2 separate regions of the Mus musculus genome follow, and region 1 is linked to region 2. The links are chromatin contacts, called in public Hi-C maps. All regions are on one chromosome and are shown on one strand. Each heading gives the region's core, a stretch centred on a gene start, on an enhancer-like site or on the middle of the called end of the contact. The rest is flanking DNA. Distances are from core to core; before and after follow the strand shown.

Region 1 (6,925 bases), core at 984-3,483, 54 kb after region 2:
TAGAGGATGACACATGTGCTACAAAGGGCCTGGCTGGAGAAGTGACCCAAGCCCTTGGAGGAGCCCAGAAGATCGTGAGTTGGATCCCAGACATTGGACGGTTAGAGATTGACTTTTGCTTTTGATTGTGACTGTGCCCTGATATTTTCCCTCTTGAAGGAAGAAACTGTTTTAGTGGAGCCCACAGTTAAGAGACTTTTAATTGTAAAAAGACTTTGGATTTTAAAAGAGATGGATATTTTAAAGAGATTGAAATTTTAAGCATATGTAAAGACTGTGGGACTTTTAAAGTTATTTAGAATGGGGATGAATAAGATTGTAAGGGTTGAGGCTTACTAGTGATGTGTTTGTGTGTCAAGTTGACAAGGGGTCAATTGTACTGGCTAGCTTTGTGTCAACTTGACACAGCTGGAGTTATCACAGAGAAAGGAGCTTCAGTTGAGGAAATGCCTCCATGAGATCCAACTGTAAGGCATTTTCTCAATTAGTGATCAAGGGGGAAAGGCCCCTTGTGGGTGGGACCATCTCAGGGCTGGTAGTCTTAGTTCTATAAGAGAGCAGGCTGAGCAAGCCAGGTGAGGCAAGCCAATGAAGAACATCCCTCCATGGCCTCTGCATCAGCTCCTGCTTCCTGACCTGCTTGAGTTCCAGTCCTGACTTCCTTTGGTGATGAACAGCAGTATGGAAGAGTAAGCCGAATAAACCCTTTCCTCCCCAACTTGCTTCTTGGTCATGATGTTTGTGCAGGAATAGAAACCCTGACTAAGACAGGTGCTTTCCCTTTTTTTTTTTTTTTTTTTTTGAGACCACAGCTCCCTAGCAAACATCTGATTCTCCTGCCTGGTCTTTATTCTGTGGTTATAGGTTTATGCCACCAGGCCTACTTTTGCTGTGTTGGGGATCAAACTCATACCTCACGTATTCAAAGCAAGAACCCCACCAATTGAGTTACACCCCTAAACGCCTTGTCTCTTTTGCGTTCTTTTTCTACCTTGTGTTTCTGTTTGCTCTTGTTTTTAGCCTTGCTGTGCATGTGTATGGGCATAGGGATTGACATTAAATATCTTCTCTAGTCAGTCTCCACTGTATTCTTGCCTATCTCACTGAACATGGAACTCAACTGTTGTCTGGACTGGCTTCCAGGAAAACCCAGGATCGTCTTGTCTTCACCTCCTCAGTGCTGAGACTGCATATGTGCCACCACGCCCAGATTTGCGTACAGCATTACACGTTTATGTATTTGAATGTGTATGTGTACATTCACACCTGCATGAGCTTGCCCGCGCTTATACCTCGGTGTTTACTCCATGGTGAGCGTCTGGAGGTCGGAGGACAGCTGGGAGGAGCTGGTTCTTTCCTTCCACCTCGGGTCCTCACTCACTTGGGTTATTAGTCTTGGTAGTGGTGCCTTTACCCTGTCTGGCTTGCATGTACTGTTTTGCACAGATGCTGGGGATCCCAACTTGGGACTTCATGCTAATGTGGCAGACACTTTACTGACTGAGCCAGTCTTCCCAGTCGTAGCGTTGCCTTTTGATTTCATTTCTCAGTCAGGCAGCCCCTGTTCTTATGTAGTGTCTACCTTTCCCATTAGAGCCCCAGTGTTCCAATAATAGTTATTTTAAATCTACACATGCATTTTGTGTCGGTCTACTGTGTCTCTCCAATTTTTTTTACTATGACTTGTTTTTTTTTTAATTTTTATTTTTTTTGTGGGAAGCTAGACATGACACATATAGCAGGAGGGCTGGAGTAACCCACAATGTATCATCAAGTTGGAGGAACTACAGTAAACAGACCTATAGTGTGATCTTTTGTGTTTATCCATCCAGGGATTTACAGCTTAGTGTATCTATTAACAGTCCGATGGCTGGAATACTTTTGTTGTACTGGGATAGGATCATGGGTAGTTGAATTCTGGCTCCTGGCCAATTTTGTAGCCCTGGACTTTTGACCACAGTGTGGGGTAGCACCAACCAGCCAGGAGCAGCAGCATATGGCTCCCTCTAGTGTTACAGATTTCACTCAGGACTCAGGTACTAGAACCCTTGGCACTGACTGGTGTGCAGAGCTATTGTGTGGGCTTAAGAAGACCCCGGCCCTTGGCAGTGCCAGAGGGCCTAGGGCATCTAGACCTTTGACCCCTGAGGCTGCTGCCACCACTGTTGTTGCTGAGATCCGGGCTGCTAAGCCACTGTTGCTCTCCTACTGGCTCCTGCCCAGCCTGCCCGTTGCTCACTACTCTGCTGCCACCCGTATGGCTCCACCCCTTCTGAGGCTACTCTCTGGTTTTCTGGTTACTAGTTCAGCCTTCCATCTTCAGTGGCTGTTAAAGCCCCCAGACTGCTTTCCAGCTCCGCTTCTTATGGGCACCAGCTGCTCTGTTGTCATTGCTGCTGTGTGGCAGTCATGGCTCCTGCTTCTTTCTTGTGTTGTCAGCTCTATTAGAAAGGATAACTTTTTTGCCCTAGGGACAATGATCCCTGTGCTGGGCTATTGGGGAAGTTACCATCCCTCTGGCATTTGTGGAAGTGGCTGTAGGGAGAATCCAGTAAAAGCTGTTTGAAATAGTCCTGATGCTTCAGGGACTGGAGTTGTGCTTAAACAGCAACTGGCTGCAGTTGTCATGTTGCTTCACCAAGGTGTCTGTGGAGTGTTCTCAGCAGCAGGTGCTGGTGCATGGTCATGCAGATGGCTCTTTGAATGGCAGTCCTTCTCCTTTCTTTCTTTATGTGGTTTGTATATGAATATATATGTTCATGTATATGTACACATGTATGTGCAGGCTATGAGCAGACATGGGATGCGTTCCTCATTTGCTCTCCACCTTATTTTTTGAGGGTCTTTCACTGAACCTACAGCCCACCTTTTGGCTAGGTTGGCTGGCCAGTAAGCTCCAGCGATTGGCTGTCTCACCTGACTCCCATCCCTGTGCTGGGGTTAGAAACTAGCTCCTTTATGTCTGGCTTTTACATGGGTGCTGGGATCCAAACTCAGGGCCTCCTACATATACAACAAGCCCTTTGCGAGCTGAGACATCTTCCTACTCCTGACAATTCTTTTTCTAAAACAGCTGATACCAGAAGCATTCTTAATAGCTGTCAATTAGGGAGTCAGATCACCCATCCCCCAATATCTTTGTTTATTTACAGGAAAATAAGCATCAGAAGTACTTACAATAAGAGCTTTCTGTTAACACAGATAATTGATTTTAACAGTATGTTTAACAGCCTTTACAGCTGCCCAGTACTGCAGGGAGAGGTGAGTCCCCCTCATCAGTCTAACCTGGAGGTGCCACAGGGCAGTTCCTTCTAAGGTCCTTGATTCTGTCTCCTGTCCTGTTGGGTCTTCTTCTATTCCTTTCTTTTTTCTTTTTTCTTTTTTTGGTTTTTTTCAAGACAAGGTTTCTCTGTATTGCCCTGGCTGTCCTGGAACTCACTTTGTAGACCAGGCTGGCCTCGAACTCAGAAATCCGCCTGCCTCTGCCTCTCGAGTGCTGGGATTAAAGGCGTGAGCCACCACTTTGATAGTGCCTGCCTAAGCCGTACAATTCTGTGTGTGACTCTCTGTAAGAGAGGAACTAACTGATACAGTAAGGTGTAGGCAGAGTGCTCTAGAATGTTCTGTGGAGTGCTCAGTCCTGAGTGGGCCTGTTTCCCCAAAAGCAAGCATCACAAATGTTTCTCAGACACCTCCCTGACCGTGAGACAGAAGGCTCAGGGAGGCCAAATGGCTCATTCCTTCCCCCACCTACCCTTGCCCTTGCTGGGGTCCTGTTGGAGATATCTAAAGACTGTTACTTTCTCTTTCTTCTGGGGCATGGGGTCAGGGTGGGGGAGCTAGTGAGGCTGCAGGAACTGGAGTTTGCAAAAAGTGGGAGTTCTCAGATAGCTCCCCAGTCAGCCTGTGTTCCGCTGCTGGCAGTGGCCCAGTCTTTCTGTCCTTCCCAGCCCTGGTCTCAGCTCCCGGGAATACTAAGCTGACTCTTCACTTGCCTGTCCCTCCTCCTTGTGGGATTGGTGGCTTGTTCCTTGTTGGACCTAAGACAAACTGTTGAGCTTGGTTTACTCAGCATTTTTCTCTTCTCTCTTCCTTCCTTTCTCTTTGTGTGTCCGTGAGTGTTTTGCCTGCCTGTCTGTGTGTGCTCTGTATCTGGTGTCTGAGGTCAGAAGACAGTGTTGGATCTCCTGGAAGTAGACTTTCAGGTGTCTGTGAGCTGGGAACCCAGCTCTGCTCCTCTGTAAGAAGCTTCCAGCCCAGCCCAGCCCAGCCCTCAGCCTGTTCCTTTCTCTGATTCCCATGTCCCTTGTGTGTTCTGTGGTAAATCAGGAGTTACAGCATTCTGGGTTTGTTTTCCTTGTATTTCAGTCTGGGGAGTTTCTGTTGTTTTCCAGCTTTGCTTGTTTTCTTTAGTGGTGTGGTGTCAAGTCTACCAAGGAGTCCATCACAAAAGGCCACCTTGAGTTCTATGGCATGCGTTTGACTCCCTGCATTCTCTCTTCAGGGTCTTCAGTAGATTCTGCTTCTGTGTTGACCTGTTGGGGCCTGTTTGCATTTTCCATGAGTGCCCCTAATGTTTTTTTCAGAGTTCAAGTTTAGGGTTACCTAGTACCATTGAGAACAGTCTCTGTTGCTCCTGAGTCTGCATAAATAGAGCGGTAAATGCTATGTGCTTTTCTTCTTGCCCTTTGGGATGCCGTGTAATTTTTTTTTTGAAAATTAAACATGATTTATCAAGTAAATCATATGAGCATATGTGAGAACTAGGTCCCTGGCTATACTCAATGTTTGCTGAGGCTGTATGAATCTCAGTATTCTTTTATTTGGTTATTTATGTATTTGTGTTTACTAGAGAGAGACACAGAGAGAGAGAGAATAACAAGTGATCTATCTATCTACCTACCTATCTATCTATCTATCTATCTATCATGTATCTATTGTCATTGTTTTTTTTTTTTCTTTGTTCTCTGTCTTTGGCTTCTCTAAAAAGCTCATCACTAGTCTTGAAGCTTTTGTGATCAGTTGTCGTTTACTGGAGTCTTTCTGGGAGTCTCAGGGTGGTAGGGAGGAACCTGTCTGTGCTCTTACGACTCGATCTCAGTTGTTTCATTGATTTCATTGTGTATTGATTCGGTGTGTATGGATCTGCTTCCTTGCCTGTGACCTTTAGAGACACGTCTTAAGCCTTCTTGTTTGCTGTCCTGGGGACACCGGCAGGACAGGTTCTCTCAGGGGCTTAAGGTGCTGGGCTTCCCTGTCCCCAGCACTTTTCATCACCCTTTCTGTGTAGTAAATTGTTACAACCCACTCTTCTTTGCTGAAGCTGGCAGTGTGGAGCTCTAAGAGTAACAAGTCAGCCTTGAACTGTAGATGCTCCAGGGGGCTTCAGTACACTTCAGGCTAGCCTCCAGCCGTCAGGAAGGCAGCCAGTAAGTGCTCTAAGGGTTCACAGCTCCGGGAAGAGGTTCTGTGAGTTACCACTTCCTTGCTGAGGTCCTCTTCAAAGGAGAAAGGGGGATCTTAGCTCACAGTCTCAGGGGTTTCAGCCTGGTGGCTTTCCACTGGTGGCTCCTTGTCTAGAGGCTTGGCGAGAGGCAGGTATAACAGAAGGGGCCCCTGGTGTGGAGCACAGTTGCTGGCTTTGCGGGTCCCAGTAGCCCACCCTTGCCTCATCCCCAGGGCCCTTGCTTCCTTTTCCCAGTCCTTACCTCCTATAGGCTCTGTTACCTTCCAGCCTAAGGTACATTTCCCACAGAGAACATTTTAGATGTGACCCGCAGCCATCTGGCTCTGCATTTGCGTGTCTCCAGTTTGTTTATTCGTCGGTTGCTCTATGCCCAGTGTTCTCCAGGGACCCTAAGAGAACTTGGTTTCAGTTTTTCCTTCTCCCTTTTTGTAAGGACAGGAAGAGATGGCATTCGAGCCCTTTACACATCTGAGCTGACATTGGGAAGTCCCCACGTGGTGGTTCTTGACAGCCTCTAGTGTGATAATTCTAGAGTTTGATGCTCTAAACCAGCATCGACGAGAGTGGCAGAGCCAACCAGGCCTGAGTGTGGATAATAACCTACCTGAGTCTGCCTCTTCCTCCTTGGCTCTGGGGTTTGGTTAGTATTGGCTGCCCTGGTGGGCGAGTAGACCCTAGAGCTGTGTCTTCTGTCCAGTTCCACGTTGTCTGCTGATGTTTGCTTGGCTATGCAGTGGGGACAGGGTCAAAGCCTGCCCGTATTCACACTGCGATGAGAATAGAACCCCCACCAAGTTGATTTCTCCCTAGAGATAAGGAAGTGCTTGAAATGAATACTGAGGTTTGGGATATGAAAAGGACCAAAAATGGGATAGGGTACTGAGACTAGGAGCTAGCCAGGAGAGGTCATTCTGGAGCAAACCTTGTGATTAATGGGGAAAGTGTTCTAGGGACAGGACAGTACATGCAAAGGCCCTGAGGTTGGAATGAACTAGGTGTGTTGGGGGAATATTAAAACACCTCCCTGTGGGGCGGTGGAAATGATAATAAAGTAAGGTTTTTAAAAGGATCTCCTGGCTGCAATGACTGTCAACAGTGGAAATGAGGATACTGGGATAGTTTCGTAGCGCCCCAGAGACAGGTGGTGCTGGCGGGAGGAGAGATGTTGGGAAACAGAGATGGAGGTGGGCGGTAGAGCCAGCATGCTCATGCACATCACACAGGTGATGGAGGGTGAGAAGAGGAGGCACCAGCGACTGAGCGTAGCTCCACCCTAGGCAGCAGTGCTTGATGACATAGGATTTGGAGAATGGTCTCTGGGGGGATGGATGGAGGTGAAGATAGGAACCTTTACGTGTCTGGGCTGCCTCAGCATTGATGGTTAAGTCAGGAGCCAGGGGCAAGTCTGGAGGAGGCCAGATGTGTCAGGGCTGTACATGGGCATTTGACTATGGGTCT
Region 2 (6,735 bases), core at 2,070-4,569:
TGGTGATCTCAAGTAGATAATTCTGGCCTCATCTTCAAAATGACTTTGATGACACCATCTACTTTATGATGGGTGGGTGGGTGGAAGTGCCCTGAGGCATAAGTGAGAAACACAGGTTAACTTCCTAAAATGTGTCTAGGAAGGCAGCAGTCTCCATACCAGCCAAGCCAATGGAATTCCTGCCCCTCATCCTCCCATACCAGGAGGCCAGGGTCACCCTGCTGGGAAGGATGACTCCCTAGAAGTCACACCACACTCCAGGTGTTTTGGGTACGGAGAGCTGCATGTGGGAGAGTCAGATGTTTCCAAACTTTGATAAATGGCTCAAAATGAGGGAGCCTTTGGAGGTGCCTGCTGTACTGCGTATCTTCCTATGGGTTCTTAGATTGACCAGTGTTCGCTGTGCCAATGCAGCACCCAAGAATCTGCCTGTCCCATCACTGGGCAGTTTGGGCCTTGGCCCTGCTGCCCTGACTCTTCTACCTACCACCTTACTTCAGCCCACTCAGAGGCCCTCTGTGTCAGAATCCTCCCCTCAAAGCCTTCTGTGTGACTTGATTTGCGTCTCTTTGTCACACTGGTCATGGCGCCATTGTTCTCTGCCAGCATGGGTCTCCAGTGGGTCCTAGAGTGCAGCTATCTTGCTCCTGGAGATCCAAAGGCGCTCTCTGTGTTGCACATGTGTCCTGTTTGCTGTGATGCTACACAGTCACTGCGGGTGACTGTGTTGTTTCTGCAGTGGCTTTAGGGAATGTGTGGGTTCAATTATAACCTGGGTTTCTTAAGCTTAGATGGCATTGCCCTTAGCATCCCTTCCAAGGCCTGGGCAAGATAGCGTCAATCAGAACACCTTCTCTGCGTCTCTGACTCCAGGGGGAAGCGTCTTTATACATTGTTGCTGAATATACATTGTTGCTGAATACTGGGGTTGAGGGGGGCTCTCTGTCAAATGCGCTGACAGAATGTTCAGGTCATCTAATCTCTGGGTTATGGAGAGGCAGAAGGTATTTGCAATGATTCTGGAAAGAAAAGGCTGCATAGGACCATGGGATTTCACAGGCTAGAGGTGACAGGCAGTCTAGCACTCCCTTTTGGGAAGATACTTTCTCCGTTCAAATGGACATGTAGGTAAAGTTTTGTTTAGTGGTTATTTTCTGGATCCCTAAAACTATGACTTAAGGACCTGGGAACTCAAACTCCTGCTATCCCCTCTATCTGACGAAGATCCTGCAGGGAGAATCACCAGCCAATCAGGTATAACTTGGAATCATTGCTGTGCTCCTGGAGTGGACCAGGCCCTTCCTCTTTACCTTGTTCAGGTACTACAGTGGTTTGCAAGAGGATGTTTTTAGGGAAGCAGCTGCCGGGACACTTGATGGAAATGTAAACTATCAGTTCCTTACCTCAACAGAATGAAGTAAGAACTCCAGGGTGAGACCAGCCAATCTGGGTGGTTCAAATTTGAGAAGGGCTAGGGCAAGCTCTTCTTGACAGTTTATCTGCCCCCCCTCCCATATATATACAGTAACTGCTCAGTGAACAGTTACTGTACCCCCCTTTCCTGACTCTCAAAGAAGGGCTTTTCTCTTGATAACCATCCCACTGCGTTGATCTCCTTCCTTACCATTCCAGGGAATCCTATCAGCCTTAGCTTGGGCAGAGGAGCAGGCCTGGCCAGGAGGCAGATACTCTGAAAACAGTTTAAGGCTCTAGTATCTAGGAGGAGGTGAGGCAAGCAGGCAGAGCTTTGCCAGGCTTGCCCAACTGCCAGCTCTGCTTCCCACTTGATCCACACGGGCCTTGGAAGATGCTGCCAGATCTCTTCCAAGAACATACGCGATAAGCAGGGGAAAAAGAAATGGGTACTTTTAAATCTCAAATCAATCACTGACTTTAGAGGTTTCCAGATGTAACTGGAAGATGCTGCTTAACTTCTTATGTATTTACCAGGCTGGGGTTTGAAAAGTGGGGTTCTTCACTGTTTTTCTTCTACGGAGGGCCAAATTCCCACAGACTGATTCTTCCAGGAGAGTGGTGTCTTTAAAAACTAACTTGAAGGAAGAAGAAGGGTTCTAAGGGGACGGACAGTTCTAGAGCCCTTTCTGTTTAGAGGAGTTTGCTCTTTAAACTTTAAAAAGCTCCTACACATGTTTTCTTAAGGTGGAGTCAGAAAAAGCACCCGTTTAACTAGCCTTAATTTCCATAAAACAATCCTATCCTTATTTTTTTTTTCTCAAGGGAAGGGTAAGGAAACACATTGGTTCCTTTCTCATCTGATACATGGCAATTCTTCAACTTCTTATTCTAAAACTCAACTAGCTGTGGGAGAAGAATCCAGGGGTCTCTCTAGTTTTCATATAGGCCAGGTCTTTCTGATTTATTATTTTTAAGTCTATTTTGGGAGTAGGAGGACAGAAACAAACCCTTAAGTCTTCCTAAGTCATAAAGAGGAAGCTCTCATATAAGAAACATTTTGTATTTTTATAGTTTAGGACTTTTGAAAGAGCAGGCCTCTTTAACCTTTCAGTTCAAGTAAGAGGGATAAGTCAAAATTTTCCTTTTCTAACTGGGGGGGGGGGGGGGGGGAGGGGCTGACCCTTGTTCAACCTTCAACATCTCCTTCCATAGGGTCAGGTTTTGTGTTTTTTTTTTTTTTTTAATACTTTTACTTTTTTTGGCGGGGGAGGGTAAAAAAGTGACTTCACTGACATCAAACAGAAGAGAGGCTCCTCAAATAGTAAATTTATATTCAGACTTGATGGGGGTTAGAGAGGGTCCCCTTGGCCCTCAGTTCTCAAACTTATCTGCGAGGACGGGGAGGGGGGAGCTAGGTATAGCCTAGGCTACCGAATATTCCCAGGAAGCTTTCCAGTTTCGTTCCTCAAAACTTTTATTTAAAAAAAAAATCGATCTGATTTGGGGGGGGGGGAGAGCTTGTGGGGAGGGGAGAGGCGTTCCCATTAACCCCTTCTGTCCCACCAGAGGCCGCTCCCCAAAACTTTTCTGTGCCCCCACCTCCGCCCCACGCGAGCAAATGCCCCGCGCGCGAGGCTGGCGCGGGAAAGTTTGGGGGGCCGCCGGCGGCGCGGGGGACCGGCGGCTTTGTGTGAGGCGTGGGGCGTCGCGGAGGCCCGCGGCGGAGGCCGAGGAGAGGCCGGGGGCCCGCAGCGGCTCGGAGGCCGGCGGGGGCGGTGCGGGGCGCGGTGCAGCGCGGCGGGCGCGGGCCGGCGGGGCGATCTGCGGTCCCCGCGGCGGTCCCCCCCGGCGCCCCCGGCCCCCGCCCCCCGGCCCGCGCGGGGCGGGCGGAGGAGGGAGCGGCAGCAGCGGCGGCGGCGGCGGCGGCGGTGGCAGCGGCATTGTGCGCGCGGCGCAGCCCGGCCCGGGAGGAGCAGGACGCGCCGGGGCCGCCTCCTCCCGCACGGACCGATGAGCCAGCCGGACGGCGCGGCAGCTCCGCAGGTAACGCGGGGCCGGGGCGGGGGCCAGGGCGGGGGCCGCAGCAGCCCCGCGGGATGGCGAGCGCGGGCGCCGGCGGGGGGATCCGGAGTGGGGCCGGGCGGCCGGGGTGCGGGAGCGGCCCCCCGGGACGCTGCGGGGCGCGGGCGACGCGGGGGCGGCGGCCGAGGCTAATGGGGACCCCTCACCCGGCGTCCCCCGCCGCCCCCCGCGGCCCCCAGCTCGGACCGGAGCCCAGAAACAAAGCGGCGAGAGCACGGAGCAGCCATTGCAGTTTGGACAATTCAGATTTTGCGAAAATGCAACCTTCTTCCAGATCTCCCCCTCCCCCGAAATTTGCAATTTCCCCTTGACCCTCTCTGCTCTCATGGTCCTTGGTGACCCCCAGGAGAGCTTTCCTTCCAGGCCCCCAATCTTTGCAACAATCTTTTTTTTTTTTTTTTTTTTTTTTTTAAGGCCATATTTCCTTCTCTCAATTTTTTTTTCTAATTTTTCTTCAAACGGTAGTTTTTTCCCATTAAAACGACGCCACCTAGAGGATACTATTTTGTAAATAAAAAAAAAAAGAAATTAAAATTGAAAAGAAATATTTTTTATTTCTTATTTATTCCAAAGTTTCATCTACAAACTGGTGGATGTGGGAAAGATTCTTTTTTTCTATCTTTTTTGGAGTGAAAATTTTCACTTTGATCATTGAAAGGACATGGAGACAATTTTATTTCTGAAGCCAAATCCAGATAATATGTAAATGAAAATTAAGCTGGAATTTGAATGAATTCAATTCTTGAAGGGGAGAAAGCAAAAATACCTCCTAAAAGCAAAGGCAGTTTAGGTACCTAAGTTATTTTAATTTGAGTAAAAAAAAAATAGTAATTGGAATGAGAAAAGGGGGGAAATAGTTCAGTTTAGGGAAAGCTGGGAGAATTGGCTTTATGAAGCAATTAGAAATTGTGTTTCATTATAATTTGCGGCTTGTTTTGCTCCGTAGGCAAAAATGACTAATTTTGCCATTTGGCAGCGTTCAAAGTTTTTCCATTTCCAAGAAAGAAGGATTTAGGAGAGAAAATAGATCCTAAAATGTTGGCTTTGGACACACCCAAAAATTGTAGGTTTAAATTTTTACATTTACATTTTACTGCATTTAACTCCTGAGATTTTAAAGAAAAACAGAAATTGGAAAAGTTAGAGTGAAATCCTGCCGGTCTTTTTTCTGTTTTTTGTTATGTTGTGTGTGTGTATGTGTGTGTTGTGTGTGTTGTGTGTGTGTTTTGCTTTGATGGAATAATTATGACTGTTTCCTGATTTTGTTTGCTGCAAGGTCTAGGCATTTCTTGTTTTGTTGTTGTTTTATCTAGAAAATGTCAGGGACCTTTTCTTGAGCAATATTCAATGGAGAAAAATGTCAATTCATATATTGTGCAAACTGAGTAGCCCACAGAATTGTAGGAGAGGCCGCCATTAAAATAAGATATGCATAATTAACATTATTATGAAAAACTAACAGTGGATTCACAGAAGCCCATTTTTTTTTACGACACACAAGTGAATCAATTGATGGAGATAAGGATTAAAAAAAATCCTTGTTAAAGAGGAGAATTTGTCTTTCTCAATTTTGTTTTCTAGTCCAATTAGAGTATTATCATCAGTTCCTTTTTTAAAAATTCAGGTTGGCTTCAGGTTTCTTTGTGATGTGGGGTTGGATAATTCATTAATATTTTGCATTTTTCAAATTTTTTTTATTGCTGTCAAAAGAGAAGAAATCCATTAGCCTTGATCATTTGAAGATTGTGTGTGTGTGTGTTTTGAAGGGAGGGGATTTGTAACAACAACAGAAAATTCCACAAATTTTACTGACCCAGTAAGAAAAAAAGGTGGGAGAGAGAATGGCAGAGATGAAAATTCTGATTTGAATCCATCTTCCCTGGTAAGAACACTTTGCTGAAGAAATGAACTGAAACACCAACTCAGCTGTTTCTAGCAGGAAAATTTATTATTTTCTTTGAAAGAAAAACTAATCAGAATACACACAAAAGCCAAACCCAGAGATGCTTGCCTTGGGAATTTGAAAGCATTTTTTATAAACAATATTTTATGTGGAGGTTTTGTCCTTAAGATAAATCAAATGAAGGTGAAACAAAAAAAAAAAAAAGAGAAAAATTTTCAAGGGATAAATATTGACTGGATGGAAATTTGACACAAGAGAATAAGATCTGTTCTGAGATAAAGGGAAATTGGTGATGATTTAGGCTGATCGGATGTGCTGATTTTTTTTTTTTTTTGAGTAAAAAAAAAAAAAAAGTTCAAATTTTTCAAACCAAAAGGAGTGTGTTAGTTGGACTTGGGGGGACCTTGTAGACGTTGGGGTTGGAGCTATGATGGGTTACCTGGGGTGGGGATAGACCACTCTGGACCCGGGATCAACAGCTAGCGGGTGGTCCTGGACCTACCTCACCAATTTGTTTTATGGAAACTGGGTTTCTGAAGGGCTGCTAATTCTGTGGAATGAATTTAACATTGGCACAGGTTAGATAGTCCCCATCATCGCCGTAGCATTTGGGAAATTTAATTTAATTTAATTAAAAAAAAATTTTTTTTTGTTTTTGTAACAATCCTTCAGGGCTGACTGGCCACGTTCTGACATGTTTGGAATGAGCCTTTTTGTTGTTGTTTTGTTGTTTTCCTTTAAGTGCATAATTAAAATTTCTTCTCTTGAATTATTTAGGGCGATGTCTTGACAGTCGAGGAATTTATAATTTCAGAAGTTCTAGAGGCCTCGCGAGATAGTGGGCTCAAGTTGGCCAGGGCTGGAGAAGGATGGACATAGGGATGGATAGACGGATGGGGTAAGGGCGCCTCAGCAAAGGTCCAGGATGGAGATAACAGGTTATCTCCGGTGCAAAGGAATGAGAATCTCTTGGTATAGCCTACAGTCTGCCTTGCCACTCAGATGTCTGCAATCTACTCTGCTGAGAATTTTGTTTTGTTGGCTGTAGTTTTATGGTTTATGGCTAGAAATTGCGAGTAATTTGTTTTGTAGATCTTTTTTTTTTTCCTTCTTTTTTTCCTTTTTATGGAATTGGTTACTCTCATCATGATTGTTCTGAAAGAAAAAGAAAAATAGAAGTGCATGCTGGTCCTGTTGGAGGTGGGGCCAGCTCCCTTTTGTTTCTCTTGGTGTCACGGAGGTGAGGTCTGACCTGGGCCTGGTCTCTCCCTCTCTGTGTCTACTCCTTCAGATGAAGTATGGGAAGCTAGTATCGAATATAGGAACTGTTTTTA

The links. A called contact is a pair of places that touch in the nucleus more often than the background predicts.
Region 1: a Hi-C map of epidermal suprabasal cells shows a contact between it and region 2, with 2.5 times the contacts expected there. The contact joins the enhancer-like site here to the promoter of Zfp618 in region 2. A contact is called at or near these places in 2 of 39 promoter capture datasets (liver and maxillary cranial neural crest), 7 of 484 Hi-C or Micro-C datasets (Th1 cells, epidermal suprabasal cells, liver and 3 more) and 2 of 115 datasets of contacts at active chromatin or transcription factors (CD8 T cells and embryonic stem cells).

Annotation. Positions count from the first base shown.
Region 1 is chr4:63,017,543-63,024,467 of GRCm38.p6, forward strand. All of the region lies in intron 1 of Zfp618 (zinc finger protein 618), which reads left to right. Among named protein-coding and RNA genes, the nearest start is that of Gm30764, 41 kb to the left of the region's middle. Within about 2 kb of position 2,234, at least 10 of the 459 cell types and tissues checked have an H3K27ac peak or open chromatin away from gene starts, as enhancers often do. A contact at or near this core is called in CD8 T cells, epidermal suprabasal cells and liver, where this site is marked.
Region 2 is chr4:62,962,248-62,968,982 of GRCm38.p6, forward strand. It overlaps Zfp618 (zinc finger protein 618), which reads left to right and starts at 3,320. Exons shown (of 15, transcript NM_028327.1): 1 at 3,320-3,459. The coding sequence starts at 3,427.